Regions from separate parts of the Arabidopsis thaliana genome. Here region 1 is linked to region 2. Evidence: chromatin contacts called from public capture Hi-C data. All regions are on one chromosome and are shown on one strand. The core of a region is the stretch at or near the end of the contact, and the rest is flanking DNA. Distances in the headings are between cores, read along the strand shown. Region 1 holds the start of AT1G31710 (Copper amine oxidase family protein). Region 2 holds the start of AT1G31040 (PLATZ transcription factor family protein).

What was found. Capture Hi-C pulls out chosen DNA fragments and counts their contacts.
Region 1: a capture Hi-C map of seedling shows a contact between it and region 2, with 4 times the contacts expected there. A contact is called at or near these places in 2 of 26 Hi-C or Micro-C datasets (root and seed embryo) and 1 of 3 other capture datasets (seedling).

The regions. Positions count from the first base shown.
Region 1 is chr1:11,348,352-11,351,202 of TAIR10.1, forward strand. It overlaps AT1G31710 (Copper amine oxidase family protein), which reads left to right and starts at 1,346. Exons shown (of 5, transcript NM_102906.4): 1 at 1,346-2,294. The coding sequence starts at 1,504.
Region 2 is chr1:11,071,277-11,074,026 of TAIR10.1, forward strand. It overlaps AT1G31040 (PLATZ transcription factor family protein), which reads right to left and starts at 1,288. Exons shown (of 4, transcript NM_102842.3): 1 at 694-1,288. The coding sequence starts at 906.

The sequences.
Region 1 (2,851 bases), core at 96-2,595, 280 kb after region 2:
GTTTTGACCCTTATGCATAATTCGGCCCAAACAAAGATTGGCTGAGTTAACATGCTACTTACACAGGAATTTGGCCCAACTTAACAACACTCGTGTCCAGCGGAAAAACAGTTTGACCCACAATCTTGGTTCGGTCCGAAGAGAAGGGCAAAAAGTAACCATGTAAAAGGAGACAAAATGAACCCTATGTTAAGCTCATAGCCTATATATAAGTAGCCAAAAATATTATTTGTAACAATATCAGACCATAAGTACCGAAAGAATTAAAGAGAGAATTGCTGCCTAGCCTAGACTATAGTTTTTTTTTTTTTTTCCGGTACTGCATGTTGTTTTGCTGATCGGTAGATTTTTTTTTTTTACTCTTTTCGGTTATTCAATTCCAACTTAAACCAGATCCCATTGAACAAACACAAGAGTAAACCGAAATCTCCAAAAAGGGATTATAACCCGGAATTGCACAAGAGGAAAAATATGGAATCACTATACTGTACATTTAACCTCCTCGGCTCTGGTCAACAAAATGAACCATATACCGGCCCAGTAGATTCGGCCCACACAGATACATGTTTTCATTTACTCCAAAGTTCAAAGGCAACCCGCACCAATACATATGTATTGATGCATTGTGCATGTATAATATCCCAAATTTTACTCCAAAGCAACATACATTTTGTCAAACATAAATCACTTCTATTATATTTGCATCAATAGAGCAAGACTTATAGTTTAGTAATTTGTATAGCAACGTCGTTTAGACACACGGAAATATCGAACTGGTAGCAAGAGAAGATATCATTTGAGATTTCGTAGATTATGTGTTAGGTAGGTAGGGTAAGACATAAGTCAAAGAACTACCATATCATATTATATGTGTAAGTTCGTGTAGTGAATTATGGCCCAAGTGAATTATTACATATAGCTATGCTTGTCCAGAGAAAATTAAAACAGTATATAACATGGGTCTACATGTCCAAAGAAAATTATTACTGTATATAATATGGCTCTTTTCTCCATAACAAACTATTACAGATTAAACTATATCACCATACGTTATATCCCTCTGATACTAATAGTTTGATGTTTTGTGGTTTTCACACATATTAAGAATTCAATCATTGTTTAATCAATTTAACTTTGTTTTTCATGTTAAATATTTTTAGTAATTATCAACCAGTAGTTGTGTAAGAAAGTTCATGATTTCTAATAATTGTATCTTGAAGTTTACAATTTACAAATATAAATCAATAAAAATAAAGAAAAATAGAAGAAAATCAATCTTTGTAGAACAAAGGAAATATAAATATTAGTTTCCTAATTATTCTTTTCGTCGAATGGTTTAATAGAGGTCGCTTCTTTGATTTCTACTTAAACGTCTATTTCTCACGTGCAAAAAGAATATATATTAATTTAATACCATCAAGGCATTTTTTTGCCTATAAAAATTTGAAGTTAAACATAAACCAAATCCATTAAAGCAAACAATAATACCTCACAAAGAACAATATGGCTCCACTTCACTTCACCATTCTCATCCTTTTCTCTTTCGTTATCGTAGTCTCATCCTCAAGCTTTACTCCACCGCGTCACCCATTTGATCCCTTAACCGAGACCGAACTCAAACTCGTCCGAACCATCATCAACAAGTCGTACCCCGTTGGTCCGAATCATAAGTTCACTTTCCAATACGTTGGTCTCAACGAACCCAACAAGTCTCTAGTCTTGTCTTGGTACTCATCACCGAATCATACCATCAAACCACCACCACGCCAAGCGTTCGTCATTGCTCGAGACAACGGAAAGACCAGAGAGATAGTCCTTGACTTTTCCTCTCGTGCCATCGTCTCGGACAAAATTCACGTAGGAAATGGTTACCCTATGCTCTCAAACGACGAGCAAGAAGCATCCACCGAGCTTGTTGTCAAGTTCAAGCCGTTTATTGACTCGGTCGCGAAACGTGGCTTAAACGTTTCGGAGATCGTGTTCACGACGTCAACGATTGGATGGTACGGTGAGACTAAGGCCGAGGCGGAGCGAGTTATTAGATTGATGCCGTTTTATCTTGACGGCACCGTTAATATGTATCTTAGACCTATTGAAGGAATGACGATAATCGTTAATCTTGATGAGATGAAGGTATCGGAGTTTAAGGACAGGTCAGTGGTTACTATGCCCATAGCTAACGGAACGGAGTACCGTATCTCGAAGCTTAACCCACCCTTTGGACCGACGCTTCATAACGCCGTCCTTTTGCAGCCGGATGGTCCGGGCTTCAAGGTCGATGGACACATCGTGAGGTAAATGATTAACAAACCCAAAAAATGACTAATATTTATGGCTATATCTCTTCCTTTGGCTCCATACGAATTATAGATCAGATTTTGCAGACAACATGCTATGCATGCTATATATGGAAATTATATTTTTAAAGTTTATCAGTGGCAAATAGCCAAATGGCATTTTTTCCTTTGGCTCCTTACGCATTATAGATCAGATTTTGCAGACAGCAATTATGCATGCTATATATAGAAATTATATTTTAAAAGTTTGTCAGTGCAAATGGCCGAATAGTAGTAACAGTGGTTTGTGTCTTTGTGAGGTAAAATGATTAACAATTATAGGTTGCTAAAGTAATGATTTGCTATGGATTTCTTATTGAATCATGAATCAAGGTTTAACATGCTTATATAGAGAGAGATAGAACTAAAGAATTGGAAAAGATAATGATAATGGAAACTAAACATATCTCTCATATTATGAGAATATTCTAAACCGCCGAATATAGGTCTCTCTGTCTCTCTATTTTCTATTAGCTCCATACGCCTGATATATGTAGATCAAATTTTGCTAAATC
Region 2 (2,750 bases), core at 38-2,537:
TTGAAAAGAGAAAGAATTAATAAAAGATGAGAAAAAGATACATACTATATATAGAAACAAACCAAATCCACACAATAGACAATTCAAGTCCAATTACTATCATCACATAAATCCATGATACATATAAATCTATACACTGTACGGTTGGTTATACATACTCTACAATTCTCAACATAATTAGAGAAATGATCATATGTTTAGAGTAACTAAATCAAACATGTACAATTCAATCTTAGAGGAAAAACTATAGTTATGAGAAATTTAGAAAGATGGCTTAAGTAGATGAACATTATAAAGAAACATATTTTTGGGGAGAAGAAAAAGTTTATGATAATGAAAGGTCCATTAAAAAACAAAGTTCCAAAAGCTCTATGATTTGCATTTTTTTTTTTGTTAACAGGGAAAATCTTAAACCGAACTCCAGACTAGTCCCGGAATTGAGAATTTTCCGGGAAAATTACCAAGAAAAAAAAAATGGTTTATGGTTAAATTTAACAATTTGCTAACGTTTGTGAGTATATACATATTTCGCTACAATCCAAACATCTCTTATGAAAGAGAGAATTTTCTTAGAGAAATCATACGTACACAGTGATTCAGTGTAAGTACAGATTTCATCACAAAAATATAATTACAATTCACACACAAAAAAAAACATGGGTATTGAAATTGTCAAGGAATCAAATCGGTTACCTGAAGAAGAGGATGAGAGCGATGAGAAGGGAGACAGTGAGGACAAACACTGAGACAACAGAGTAAGCAAAAAACGTTCTTTTCACTTTTACGGCGAGTTTCGTGGATTCCACAGCTTGAGAAGAAAGTCTCCGCCATTAAACCTTCAAGCCATGCAGGTTTCGTTGCCATCATCATCATCATCTCTTCTTCTTCTTCACCTTCTCTAACCATTTCTGTGGATTTTTATGGTAATTAAAGAGTCACTCAATTTATTGAAGAAGAAGAACCCTAAGAGAGATTTTGATTGGGAGCTTAAATTTTGGAGAGTGTGTGTGTGTGTGTGAAGAAGAAGAGTGTGTAAATGTTTATATATAATATCTAATGTTATGTGTATGTGTATGTATGTATATAAATGGGTTTTTGTAATGTAGAGGAGGTTCCAGAATTATTGTCGCTACGTATAGAGAGAGAAAGTGTTGGTTGGGTGGGTGGGAGAAAGAGAGAGAGAGAATGTCTTTTATTGAGAAAACGAAATGTTCAAAGAAAGATCAAATCTATTTCTCCATTGGCGAAAGATCCAATTTTAAGAGAGAAGGTGTGTGACAAAATGTCATGGAGTATTAAAGATTTAGTCGTGATTTTTCCATTGGGCAAAACAAACCCAATTTGAAGTTTTTGATTACCTTTTGCATTGAACAAAAAGATTGGACTGAGATATTTCTTGAGGGGGTTTTATCTGTTTCTTTCTGTTAAGGAAAAAAGTTAAAATAAAATTAGAGATGTGTTGTGTAGTGTATATCTATTGATCTTTTGTTTGTGGTGCATTTAATTTCATTGAGGACAAGTGTCCCTGAAGATTAGTTTGTTTGGAGGGATCTCTAAGGTTAATTTACCTTTTCTGGATATGATGACTCATGTCTCCCTTCCTTCTACCTAACATAAAAAAGAAGATGTGATTTTTCTATTTAAAAAGATTTTTAAAATTTCATATTTTTGAAAAGTTTTACGTAGCTTTTATTTATAACATTTACTATCATTTATAGCATAATTACGTATATTATCACTCCTATATTTATATCTTGCGAAGGCATAGGTGTAGTTATGGTGTGATATTTATATCATATGACATTGGGAAGATATAATGGATTGATAATGATAAGAAAAGATATGGAGTGATAATTTTATCATAATAATTTTTGTAATGATAGTGATTATGTTTATACTTTATTCACACGGTATATTTGCATTTTACTAAATAAAACTCGTGACCAATTCGAAATCTATAGAAATTTGTTAATGTTAAAAACGTAGTTATTAGCATAGGAAAAATAATATACTTGGTGTCATTATGCTATGCACAGATTTAAATTTTATATTAGAAGAACAAACAAAGTTTAAAAGTGTGTAATGTTGCGTTATTAGATTATAGATTAAAAAGTTTATATAAGTTCTTAAAAATTATATCAACATTGCCACTCTCTATTTCTCTCTTTCAAAAAAGATATTAAAAAAAATCGTATTTTTGCTTTTATAATAGTACTTCAAGTTTGTAGTTTTTAATAATAATCTCCCATGCAATAAACTTAGTTAAGCCCAAATCAAATACATTATATGATGCAATTATCCTAAAATCAATCATATTGCTATCCAACTAAAGAAAACTAATTTAATTTGAAAGAATATTTATATTTAGACTTTGAAAAATCAATTTGTTCACTATAAAGACTCTTTTATTGAATAATTAATTTTAATGTACATAAAATACCATTTTGAAATGATAATACATTGTTATTGTAAAATATTTATCTACATTAATGTATAATAAAAGTGCATGGTATAAGAACATCCTCAATCGATGGCTCTTAGATTTTTTTCTTATATATAAAAATATTATTATTTTAATATAATTTAGTTATATAATTAAATTTTACTTTTAAAATAAAATTAAACCAATATATAGAAAACATGTGTTTCATATAACTTAAGTTACCGAATCTCTTGTATAAGAGCATTTTTTTTACTCTCTCTTTTTTATAACATGTTTATTTTTAATAAATAATATTCATTTAATAACG